Linked DNA regions of Hordeum vulgare: region 1 is linked to region 2. A link is a contact called in public Hi-C data. All regions are on one chromosome and are shown on one strand. Each heading gives the region's core, a stretch centred on a gene start, on an enhancer-like site or on the middle of the called end of the contact. The rest is flanking DNA. Distances are from core to core; before and after follow the strand shown. Region 1 holds the start of LOC123437081 (ADP-ribosylation factor-like). Region 2 holds the start of LOC123437019 (protein NRT1/ PTR FAMILY 8.3-like).

What was found. Hi-C and Micro-C count contacts between places; a contact is called where the count stands out from the background.
Region 1: a contact with region 2 is called in a Hi-C map of seedling, with 2.5 times the contacts expected there. The contact joins the promoter of LOC123437081 here to the promoter of LOC123437019 in region 2. A contact is called at or near these places in 1 of 6 Hi-C or Micro-C datasets (seedling) and 1 of 1 datasets of contacts at active chromatin or transcription factors (embryo).

What each region holds. Positions count from the first base shown.
Region 1 is chr1H:360,342,178-360,348,804 of MorexV3_pseudomolecules_assembly, reverse strand. LOC123437081 (ADP-ribosylation factor-like) reads right to left here and starts at 3,301. Exons shown (of 6, transcript XM_045115683.1): 1 at 3,017-3,301; 2 at 2,543-2,633; 3 at 2,284-2,399; 4 at 1,753-1,812; 5 at 1,591-1,656; 6 at 792-1,259. The coding sequence starts at 3,073. The coding sequence ends at 1,074.
Region 2 is chr1H:359,982,599-359,989,507 of MorexV3_pseudomolecules_assembly, reverse strand. LOC123437019 (protein NRT1/ PTR FAMILY 8.3-like) reads right to left here and starts at 2,842. Exons shown (of 6, transcript XM_045115677.1): 1 at 2,771-2,842; 2 at 2,536-2,694; 3 at 1,902-1,962; 4 at 1,572-1,789; 5 at 910-1,466; 6 at 1-114. The coding sequence starts at 2,827.

The sequences.
Region 1 (6,627 bases), core at 2,052-4,551, 360 kb before region 2:
CTATCCGATCACTAAACGGACGTGTCTATATGAAGGGTCATTTAAAGGGTCCGGCCGTAGATGCGGAAAACATAATAAGTTGGAACATTCGCTGGGGTACATGGCAATTGCCAACGATTTTTATGGCAGTTTCTTCAAGATTAGCATGACAATTTTAGGTAGTGAAGGCATTTTTTTTTACCACTGTTTGATCTTGATCAAATGGCTGTGATTGCGTTTGCTGGGAGTTCCTTCTCAACGGACGTTCATCAATTAACGTTGCCGTTTTTATGGCATTTTTATATTGTCAGATACAAAAACTCGCGCACAGGTTAAGTACAAATTTACACCCTGATTTCTAGCTAGCAAAGCTAGACGATGAGCTACAGTATTGCACTCCCTTCCTATCTTTCTGATAAGAAAATCATCTTGGTTCTTTAAGGGTTTGATTTGTTAAGATATTCTCCGCAACTTTTCTAAATACTTCCTCTGTTTCTAAATACTTGTTGTTGGGAGAACTACACCAGTTCTCTCTAACAATAAGTATTGTGGTACCGAGGGAGTACATCTCTTTGTATCTGCTAACTCCAGCAACAACATTACCCGACTCCAGAATAGTAGGAGCCCGAGAAATATCACTCATAATTTTCAACCCCCTACAACACAGGCCCTTTGCTTCAGCTTCTTCCACATGGATTTGAAGCAGCTAACACCACCACGTCCACAACACCAACAATCCAAGAAAAGCATCCCATATTGTTCCTATTTTAGCCTTGGCATTCTAGCTAGTCATTCCCAACAAATGAAGAAAGTAGAGTAAATACTGTGATTTCTTCAGACTAAACCACAAATATTAAGCGTGTCATGCCATCAGTAGAAACATCAGTATTTACATCCCACAATCCTAGAGTAGAACAGAATATATATGCGCCTCCAACTAAGAGGATGACCCCCTCTTCAGAAAACGCATCTCCTCTTGTGAATCATTCATACTACAACAAATCTGTCGAACACATCAAAAAGCGGCCACAGGGCAGACACAAAAAGGAAAAATGAGGGGCCAAGAAACACAGACGGTCCTTCCCTGTTACTCTTTACGCCGATGTCGAAGCTAACCGCCCTGTAGCTCGCATTTCATCCAGGGTCGTCGCTAGCCAGTCCAAGCCTTCATACAGGCCATCGCCTTTAAGAGCACAGGTACCTTGGATATGCCAGATACGATTGTTCAGGTCGTACAGACCAAGACCCTCGCATACTTCCATCGGAGTCATTGCTCCCCTCTGCATCCACAAGACATACATACACTATATGTTTAAGCATACAAACAGTGAAATAAACCACGTTATCTATGCCAAAATAAACTCTTGTCATAATGAAACTGAAAATATCAGCAAAGCTACTTCAGCCACACATAAATGCAGCATGTCCATATATGTAAACAATGTAAATCCCCTACAATCTGCAAACTCTTTAGATATGCACACAGGAAGCAGGTCCGAACGAAGTGTATTAAAGGTAGAGAATTATAATGTAGTAGTATTCTACACAAACCACACCATCTTGAATAAGTACACTATACACGCGGTACAAAAGAAACCATGACAAGCATACCATGTCTTGCTTGTTAGCAAACACCAATAATACACTGTTGAGCATAAACGGGTCATTGATTATGGCCTGCAAGAGATATCAGATTACAGTAAGTTAGAACACATATCACAAAAGATATTACCACAGAAACAGGAACGGTTCTCGATAAGAAATGCCATAAACCTGAAATTCAGCCCTGGCTCTTCCAATTCTATCCCTGTCGAGGGAATCGACCACATAGATCTGCAAGTTAACAAAAGCAACGGCGAAAGCTTATATATCAAGAAAACAGTGTCATACAACAAATCACAATGCCTCATCAATAAACCAAAAGTGAATTCTAGCATGATGCATGAAGATGAAGGTCCTGGGCTAGGTAGGGAGATGTGTACCAACATCCAGACACTTACCCTGTTTGGTTAACAATTCTACCATTTCTGTTTTTGGTGGTTCAGCAGTTAAGAGCACTAACATACGCAAAGTGGAATGAGCTCAATACTTAATATCCATAGATAAGTTAATTGACCATCTTTCCTGGTGACTACTACTGAACTTGTTCATAAATTAGACGGGCACAAAAGAGAAGCAAATAAAGAATGAAACAACTAACCAGAGGAGTATTTTCATAGCTTTTGTAATCATATGTTCCTATGCTGAATTGCTACATAAAATACAACGAAACAACATGCAAGCATATGGAATAAGAGTAATGACCAGAGCATCTGTGTTGTTGAAGTAGTGCCTCCACAAGGGCCTCAATTTCTCCTGGCCACCCACGTCCCACACAGTGAACACTACATTCTTGTACTGAACCTTCTCAACATTGAAGCCTGCAACACAAAACAGAGCGTCACACGAACGGATTTATTAGCAAAGTAGTTTAAGGGCCGTCGCGTTGAGCTGGATGAAAGTACAGTTCATGAACCCAAACATTAGTTAATAAGTTAGAGATAGGCAGGCACGTATGTTGTACCAATAGTGGGAACGGTGGAGAGTACTTCGCCAATGTGTAGCTTGTAGAGTATGGTGGTTTTACCGGCTGCATCCAACCCAAGCATCACCACCTAGCATAAGGCAACAGGCCGTTCCATTAGAATATAAGGAGCACAACGAATCAACTTGGATCTTCGTGCCCTCTGAGTATCTCTGATGATACATGGATGATATACAAGAAGCAACTAAGATGGCAAAAAAGCAGCTAGTAAGTAAAGCGAGCACCATCACATGGTTTTGATATGTAAAATCTGCTAGCTCCTCAGTTGTATGTATTCAGGATGAAAAAATCAAATCATATCGAATCATACGAAACTAAATCAAAGGAGGAGTGGATCAGGGAACGGATACATCTTACTGCAATACTACATGCCCGTACGACGATACAAGTCGGTCGATCGATCCATCCGCCCAACAAACTAATTAGGAGAACAGAGAAGAAAAGAGGGCGCACCCGCATCTCCTTGTTGCCGAAGAAGGCATCGAAGAGCTTGCGGAAGGCCTGACCCATAACCCTGGATCAGGAGAATCTGGCCGGCTGGTCGGCCGCCGAAGAGGATGAGAATGGAACGGCTAGTGGAAGGTTATGGGATGCGCGCGGGGTTCGGGGAAGGCTCGATCGTCCCCGCCCTTGCCTGCCTTCCTTCCTCTGGCCGAAGTCGGAGCCGGAGACGAGGGGGGTGAGGAGGACGAGGAGGTGGAGATGCTGAGCTCACTGGTGTTGGGGGGTGGTACCGGATTCCCAAGGGGTGATCTGGGCCGTCTACTTTTACATGGGCCCCAACGACCATGTGAGCGGGTTGCAGTTAGGTCACAGCATCTCTGGAACATCCCATATAACTTCAATCAGGTGCGTTTTTTCGGTCATTTTATGTGATGATCCAAAAATACGGCCCGAGCAGATCCGTCAAAAAAGGCCTGACCTGTAAATTGCCCATGATTCTGGTATATATGCCGGATCCGGGCTGATTTAGGGTTCGCGTCTCGTTTCCTACATCAAGCTCTGTCGCGAAACATCTCCTCCAACGAGAAATTCTTAGATCTCTAATGTCGATTTGTGCCGTGTTTAACCATCGGAAGCTGTCGGAGGTGGTGTAAGTGGGTGCCGGTTGTGGCGGCCACGGGTTTTTCGACGCGCGCGGGGGTTTGACTGCCTCAAGCGGCGCAACGACGATGAGGTTGGAAGCTCTTCCCTCTGCCCTTTGGTGCCGGAATGACACAAGGAGCAGGTGCACCGTCGCGACGCGGAGCGTTGACGTGGGAGAACTCCCGTCGCCTCGGGCGGATCTTTGATCCGGCGCTCAACCGACACCGAGACGTGAAGAAGGCTTGATGGGAGGCAAAGACCGCTGTCGTCGCAAGAGATCAAGTAGCGACCGCACGCGCCCCGGGGCTCTTGGAGGAGTTCCATCTTGCACAGACCCTCGCCGACACCCTCATGTACCACACCCTCCATGGCAACGAGCCCCCGCCACGCGAGAGCGACGAGAGCAAAGACGGGATGACGACTACGAGTAGATGCGGTTTGCTATTGTGCTTTCCGTTTATTAGTAGAATTGTTTAATTTCGTTTGTATTATGGTGTGTAGTATGATGAACTCGCTTGTGCTATGTTTGAACTCCGTGATCTATGTTTAAAGGGTGAATAACAAATTTAAATATGCGGTGTCAGTTACGGATCTATTCTGGCTATGCCTCTTGCAAAAATCGTTTTTAGGATAACGTAAATGAGTTTTGCGAGACGACCGACTGCCGGATCTGCTAGAGATATTATTAGGTTGGGTTTGAGAAACTCTAGCCGATCCACTAAAAAGCTACACAGAAGTAAAATCTAACCTATACCTAGCTGACCCCCTAAGCCGAATAGTGGAATATATGTTTTACTGTGTCTCCTATGCGGTGCTTGAATATTCTCAATCGCGAGCGCGCGGAGTAAAATTTATGGCTCCTCTCACGCCTCGCCACGCACCTTTGCCGCTTGGCTGGCGTACCTCCAAGCAACTGTCTACCGCCCCAGCCACTAGCTCTTGGCCTCCCTCGGCCCTCGCCGCTCTTCTGCTAGAGTTTGAGCTCTTCACTGACCGTTGACTTAGCCGAAATCGAGGTGAAACATCATCGTTGTCGCCATAACCAATTGGCTGAATTGCTCTCAAATATTGTTTCTTGTTAGCGATTGCCACATCTGACCGTGCTTACGCACCATTGCAGGTCATTCCCACCCTCATAACCCACGAGTATAGGGGGTCACGACAGTCCTTGCGGGTAGTATTACACCTTGACTTATTAATTCGACACAAGGGAAGCCAAAGTGTATTTATTGGTCTTAGCAGCTGAGTTGTCAATTCAACCACATCTGGGATATCTCTCCGCAACAAAGATTTTAGTAGCACAGAAAAATAGCAGTAGTAACGGTAACGACAACAATTTTGTAGTGATTGTAACAGTAGCAACAACAATAGTAACTTAGCAAGGTTCAGTATATGAAAAGCATATGCATGTGGACCAGTGATGGGTAATGATTTAGATGACATCAATCATGTAATAGTTATACACTAGAGCAACACAAAACTAGCTCTAATTCATTAATATAATGTAGGCATGTATTTCGTATATAGTCATACGTGCTTGCGATAAGAACTTGCATGGCATATTTTGTCCTACCCTCGGGGGTATAGAAACTAAGAGATATTAAGGCCTCCTTTTAATAGAGAACCGAAACAAAGCATTAACACATGGTGAATACATGATCTCCTCAAGCTACGACAATCATCGGAAAGAATCCCAATTATTGCCACATTGGCGGTTGCGGATCATAAAATGTAATAGGTGCATACAACTTGCAAGATATAATATAAACAGTTTCATATTCAGGGAAAACATAATAGGCTCAGATCTGAAACAATGACACTCGGGCCTTAGTGACAAGCATTAAGCATAGAAAAGTCGTAGTAACATCAATCTTAGAATATAATGGATACTAGGGATCAAGCCCTATCAAAATAACTCAATTACATGATCAATATCATCCAATACCATCATCGTTCAACAAGCCTGCAAAGGAATTACTCACTCCGGATGGTGAGCATCATGGAATTATTGATGGAGAGGTGTTGATGATGACGACGACGACGAACCCCCCTCCCCGGAGCCCCAAACGGACTCAAGATGAGCCCTCCCGGGGAAAAATAGGAGGTGGCGACAGCTCGGTCTCGTAAAACGCAATGAAAACTTCTCTTTGATTGTTTTCTCCATAATTGTGAACTTATAGGACCGGAATTTGGGTCGGGGGAGCCACATGGGCCCCACAAGCTAACAAGGTGTGTTGCGGGGGGTGGGCATGTCCCGTTGGGTTGTGGCCCACATACCCCCCGGACAGGTCTTCGCTCCATAATTCTTCATATATTCCAGAAAAAATCCACAAAAAGTTTCGTCCAATTCCGAAAACTTTTATTTCTGCACAAAAATAACACCAAGGTAGTTCTATTGAAAATAGTGTCCATCCAGGTTAGTTTCATTCAAATCATGCAAATTAGAGTCCAAAACAAGTGCAAAAGTGTTTGTAAATGTAGATACGTTTGAGACATATCAACTCCCCAAGCTTAACTCATTGCTTGTCCTCAAGCAATTCAGTCGATAAACTTAAAGTGGTAAAGAAAACTTTTACAAACTCTTTTGTTCTCGTTGCTATAGATATGCTTAGCTAGTGTTCAAGTTTTGAGCATAAATCATAAATAATCACATCCATGATAACAACTAGACATCATATTCATTCATGACAATACATAACCAACTAGCGAGCAATAATAAAATATCTCACATGCCAACAATTTGTCAAAACAATCATGATATAATATGATGATACGGTATCTCGCTAGCCCTTTTTCAGAATGCAAAACATAAATGCACAACACCTCTCAGATGCAAGCAGCGACTAAACATTGTAATTCAAAGTAGAAAAGATGCAGTCATGCTCACATCCAACATTAACTATACTCAATGCATAAGAATGACAATAGTGCTCTCAGGTCTGGTGATTTAGTAAGGGGGTGATGACTCAAATAAAATA
Region 2 (6,909 bases), core at 1,593-4,092:
ACAAGGATCTTCACTTCCTCCACCTGAGTTACAGTGCATAGCATCCATGGACGCCCGGAAAGGCTCTCCTTTATCTCTTGGTCACCTAACACCACAGCAGCCTTATCTAAGCACCTGAAAGAATTCAAATGTCAAAGTGCAGCTAAAAGGTAACAAAGCACCTGAAAGAATTCAAATGTCAAAGTGCAGAATACATATTGACCTAAAAGGTAACAAAAATGACTCAAATTGCACACAATCTTTACCACGACTCCATGATTATAACTAACACGCTACACGTTACGGAAACTGAAGTTGTAGTATTAGACTGTACTACACATGCAAAAAAGTTCTAATGTAGTTTTTTATGCGAAAAGGAGGGTAACGCCCGGCCTCTGCATCATTGTGATGCACACAGCCACCAAAAAAATCTAATTTGATCATTATATAACATAACATGACTGACATCCACAATGTTGCGAAAGACAATTTAATTCAATCTGGTAGATGAGATGGTGCTAATTAGGACTGGTATGTTTCATGACAAATTGTTCTGACTAATTACAATCGGAGGTTATGGTTCACGAAGAGTACAATATAAGGGCCAATTGAGCTTTACTCCTCTTTGAGGTTCACGTGAACAAATCAAGGCCACATGTCAATGTAACCTTTGATACAAATATCACATTTTCTAATAGCTCTAACATCATTCTTTATAAGAAAACGAACATAAAAGCCATTACTAATTTCATAAATTTTGTTGACCCTATTTTCGTTGAAAATGTTAAGGGCGATTCCAGATGTCTATTTGCAGCTAGTGGGGAATTCTAGAAAACATGTGAGGTAAGTTCTTTTGTTAAATAGACAATTTTAAGCTAACTTTGTCCCGCTATACTAGCAGCCTTGGACTCCATCATGTCAAGAACATACCTGAATCCTTCAGTATGTGCCAATTTGTTTGGTGCTTCATTGGTTAAATCAGCATCATTCCCATCAAACAATATTGAGCTATCAGCAGGAACCTCTACTTTTCTCTTTTTAAATGACGCGACAAACACCGCTACAAGACTTTTCAGTGGGCTTCCGGTAGGAAGTTGAACCCTGTAGATTGGTGTTCCTGCCAAGAAGGCAACTGTGGCAATAATGATGCATACCGATGAGATGCCGAATCCAAGAGACCAAGCAACATTTTGCTGTATCCATACAACAACGGTCCCCGAGATGAAGACACCAAGGTTAATGGCAATGAAGAACCAGCTAAAGAACGCTTGCTTCTTTTTACTCTGTTCAAGGTTTGAATCATCATACTGATCAGCCCCAAGGGGGAGCAAAGCTGATTTAACCCCTCCGGTCCCAATCGAGACAAGGTATAGTGAAGCAAACAAGACAAAATACTGAAACCCTGTGGCAGGAGGGCATGAATTTCCTTCACACGGGGCAGGTTGTAAAGATGGAATGATCGCCGAAGCAGTAATGATGAGCAACCCCTATTTGTTGACAGAAAAATTGAGGAGTTAAGAAATCACACATAATGACTGCAAGGAAATGAGCATAGAAAAGAGCAAGTGAAGTTACATAATGCATGTTCTTACAGTAAGATAAAATATTATGGAGATAGCCACGGTCTTGTACTTCCCCCAGTATGTATCAGCAAGAAATGCTCCGAGGACGGGCATGAGGAACGTGGTGCCGTTCCATGTATCAACATTCGCAGCATTTGAAGCAGTGGTTCCATGAAGGACCTTCCCAAGATATACTACCAAGTTGAGGGCAATACCAGCGTATGCAATGCTCTCCAAGAACTCAAATGCTACAGTGCAAACCAGTGTTAATTTGTTTTCAACATAAGGAAAAAAAAAAACATAGTACTGTAGTAGGCATGTTTGCATCGATGAGACTGGTCAGGAATGTGAGGAGCTGACCCAAGATAATAGCAGGAGCTTTCCAGTTGAAGGGTTTGCAGTTGTAATTTGCCGAGGAAACCTGTATGCATGGAGAAACAGATGAAGCAAGTTAAAGGTGACCCGATTGTGGACTTGAAACAAGGAAGAAAAAAAACGTAAGGTGGGATTTGGATGCAGAGCGGTAGCAAGCGTCAGTGCAGACGGGTAGTAGCAAGCAGGATCGCAAATCTAAGGTGGAACTCGGATGTAACTGAGCCGAGATCGAAATGCGCGCGCTGCTTGCTGCTACAAGCAGGCGAGCGGCGGAGAGATCCAGCAGGATGAGCGCCGTGTACTTATATACAGTCTACAATGAGAGTACTAGTGTATGTACTACCAAAATTGACCATCACCAACCCTATCCGACAAACCCGGAGCGGAATCTGAGTCCCGTAGAGGCGTGGCCATGAGTCCGAAGGGTCTGATCTCAAATCCTCAACCTCTTGCTGCTTGCGAGGCGAGAGATGCTAGTTGCAGCAGTAGAAGAAGAGGCAGTCCCTATCTGATAGAGCCGCCGAGCCAGAGCAGAGAAATAAATGGTTGGCGAGCAGAAGCGGGCGGGCAGGCAGGCGTTTTCGGGAATGGGCTTTTCCGGTAGGCAAGGCGGGTTTACCTGGTTGGAGTTGCGCTGGTGGGAGAGGAGGGGCGCCTCTCCGGCCTCAGCGTCCATGGCGCGCCGCTGCTGCCCGTGGGTGCCGGCGGAGGCTGGCCGGAGCTGTTTGGTGCTCGTCCTTGCACGTAGCCGCCAGTACCGACGACCTTTATTTCTTCTCTACTCCGCACCAAATAGTACTGTTGAGCAATGAGTATTGCTCTATTTTGATGTCAGAAAGAAAAAAGAGCATTACTCTATTTCGGAAGGGGGCATCCCCATCCCGCTCGCTCTCATCGAGCTGTGGCTCCATTATTAAGAGTCGGTGTGCGTCGTGTTTAGCGCGGGTCGCGTGCTCTAGTATTTCAATTGTCTCGATCGCCTTCTGTTCACATGATCCGATCCAACAAACTGCATTCATTTCCCTGTGTCCTTGAGCTCAAGTATGCAACTGTAGGCGAAATAAATAAATAAAGTATATGCAACTGTAGGCAGTGAGACCGGATCTTCCCTGATTCGGTGATTCCCGGCCGTAGCAGTAGCAGTAGCGCGGGAGACTTTCTTCCGCTTGTGCTAAGCGTGCCCTTTCTTTATCCCTGATGAGGAAAAGTCAGCAACTGTAGGCAGTGAGACCGGATCTTCCCTGATTCAGTGCAGACCTGGCCAAACGTGCCGGCACGGCCCGTTGTAATCGGGCCGTGTTGTGTCGTGGGCTGCGACTACAGAACTAGGTACGGCCCGGTTATTAAACGGATCGGTGTTTTGGTCGGATTAACACGTTGGGCCGTATTTTTTTAGCTTTATGGGTTTATTTTTAGGTCTATTGAATCATATTTTTTATATATATTAAAAAAATCTAAAAATGTATATAAAAAAATAAACGAATCGTGTCGTGTCGGCCGGCGTGCCCAGCCTCCAGGCCCAAACACGACCCGAGGTGTGCTCCGTGCCGGGTCCAAGCACGATTAGCCCGTGCCGGGCCGGACCCGTGTCGTGTCAGGCACGCGGGCTGTCGAGCCGGCCCATTTACCCGACCCGTTTGGCCAGATCTGATTCAGTGGTTCCCTGCCGTAGCAGTAGCAGTAGCGTGAGAGACTTTTTTCCGTTTGTGTTGAGCATGTCCTTTCTTTATAGCATCTCTAACATGAGTGCGAAGTTGTGATGGACGAGCAGCTCGGTGCTCGGTATCCCACTTGTCCATCGATGTTTTGGTATTGTAAATGTGTCAGTTCATTGTCCCCTTTTGTAGGCATAGGTAGCAGCCGGCGTAGGCGATGGTTGCTTGGAACACATGAGCATCTTTAACAGTCTTTGTATATTTGGCTAGGATTATTAAAAACTGGAAATATAGCAACTTGGTCCAAAAATGTTGCTCCAACAGCCTTTGTATAAGTGATTTCTCACAAATTGTTTTACAAAGCTTGTTATATTTGCACCTACACTTATATATTTGTAAAGTGGAGAGGCACTTGCTATAATTTTTAGCAGCCCAGTTTTTGTGGTCTCCTACATCCCTTTGTTCCATTGACAAGTGGACCCCACCGCCCTCAAGATTCCTGTTGTCCTGGGCCTGGCACAGATCCCCACGTGACATTGAGAGGCTTGCTAAATTTTATAGCAATGCTGTTGGAGCAAAAAACTGTTGGGGTTGCTAAATCTTCTCTTTCCTCTTGCTATACTCAGTTTTTAGCAAGTCAGAATAGCAATGCTGTTGGAGATGCTCTAAGGCTGGTTGTAATGGAAAGTATCATATACTAATATCATGCATATGATACTCGTGTATGATATTACATCCGTAATATACAGTATCATATGTTAGTATCATAGAATAGGTCATTTATTGTCATGCATGACACATAGTAGCACAACATTTAATATGATACGATATCATGATATGATTCTATATCACCTCATCAAAATTACCTAGTTGGCATGCATGAAACTACCTATGATACTCTCATTACGACCAGTCTAAGTGAGTTCAGTAAAAAAAAGTACTTGACCTTATTATGCAGGTTGATGGGGGGGGGGGCTAGATTCCAAGCTTTTCTCAAGTCATGATTAGACACAAAGATTCTAGCTTAATAAATTACTGTATTAAAACATCCATTAGTGCACTGTTCAAACACATCTGGGTACCAAATAGAAGATGGGTACTTTGGGTATGGAGCGGTCTTATGAGCCTAATCAAATTTATTTATTTATTTGGCTAAAATTTAAATAAGAACTTGTGAAAATTTGTTGATAAATTAAATCTTAGTAACTTGCTAAATGTAGAATTTGATTCCATTATCTCAGTGAGTTGTCCTAGTTTGTTAATGTGCTTTGAAGGTCTGGCTCCAGGGAGCTCTTTATTTTATTTTTGGTTGAAGGCAAGCATGGCAAGTAGTCTTCGAATCATCCAAAACAAAACAGTGAAATGATGGCATTTGCTAATCAAATTAGAGCGATATGATTCTCTCTTTGTCCAAGTTTATTAGTCCCTTCATATGTTGCAGCAGAGTTTGGCCATATATTTAATTAGTAAATAATATTGTATGATGATATGTCATAAAATTATAATGTTGGATTTGTATTTGAAAATAGTTTCTAGTAGTTATTTTTTTGTTACATGTAACATATATTTTGTTAGTAAAAATATGATAGAAATTGATTGAAACTACAAAAAGGAAAATGTAGTAATTATTAAACAGTGTGATTACCAAAAGCCATGACACATTTTGTACTGCATACACATTTTGTGCGTATATATTTAATTAGTGTGCAAGCTACCGTTGACTCACTTCTAATTTTTCTGTTTGTCTACTCTTAGCTATTGTCTGGAACATTTGTGCGTTAATTAGAGGTTTTTATTAGCAAAAGCAAATGAGTGGCCCATGTGTGATGGGGAAAGTAAGAGTACAACTGAGGAGGGTCGCATGGGAGCTTTGCTACAACTACGGATGTTTTACATGATTTCCACGGACAAGGTTGAGATGGGTTGTTTTAATTGGTGATTAGAAGATGAGGCCGACCACACCCTGAGAATCAGGGGCAGATTAGTGAGGGGACAAGAGTTGGTATGTAACTTCCTGTAAAAACAATGTGTAAGTCTAGCATTTTTGGTCGCATGAAGTAGTATCAACTGCACAAGAGACATTTGCATGCGAGGCTAGATTCTGCACCTATCCTCCTAGTTGACCAGTCCTCAATACATGGGCTACTGAATCGATACGGGGGTGCACGCACCAAAATTACGGGGAGGGCACATATCCCAACAACATGTGAGTGGCCTCGATGTAATGTATTGAGGTGCTCGACCACCATTACAAATTTTCTCTCTAACACATCCTTTATAATCGTTCGGTCCTTATATTTTTGACAACTATACGAGTTTAGGTCGTTTTTTGACCAAAATAAACCCTGCATAGTTGTTGCGGAATGTAAACGGTTCACTCGCCCGCAAAATCGCCTCCTCGGACAATATATCTACCGCCGCATGGACGGTATACACGTCGCAACTCTTTCCCCGCCGCCACAATCCACCCCTATCCACTCGCATTTCTCATCATTGGCCACCCCTATCCACGACTTCGATGACGATGACGAGGAGGAGGAGCGCATGTGGCGCGGGATGCAAAGCGTTAGTCGCTTCGCCGGCGGTGACGAAGAGGAGGAGCGCAATCGCCGCATCGTCGTCGCCGTGGTTCGAAACGCTCCGCCCACCAGTACACCGACCGTGGCCGTGAGCCGTCGACGTCCCTCCTCCACCGCAAGACAGAGGAGTATGACCGGAGGCAGGCTCGGTGTGGGATCGATAGAAGAGGTGTCTAGAGGGGGGTGAATAGACTACTTGCATAAATTAAAATCCTAGCCTTTTTCTAATTTTAGTGGTTGGCAGATTTTAGCATTCTAACAAGTCTAGTGCACCCTACACATGTTATCAACAAATATGGCAGCGAAAAGTAAAGGCATTGCACACCTAGTAAGGAGTAGAGTTTAGGAAGATCAAATGCAAAGAACTTGACACGACGATTTTTTGCATGGTTCCTATAGGTGGCGCTATCGTACGTCCATGTTAGTGGAGATTTCAACCCACATAGAGAAACGGCTGCGAGAATCCACGAGGGCTCCACCCACAAGGGGTCCACGAAAAAGCGACTTTGTCTATTTCACCACGGCTTCCGTCCACACAGGACTAGCCTCACTCACGATGGATCTTCACGAAGTAGGTGATCTCCTTACCCTTACAAACATCTTGGTTCAACTCCACAACACGAAGTAGGAGACTCCCAAGCGACACCTAACCAATCTAGGAGGCAGCACTGTGACGCCCTCGATTTAATCGTACGCTAATTATACACGCAAATGCGTACGATCAAACTCAAGGACTCACGGGAAGATATCACAACACAA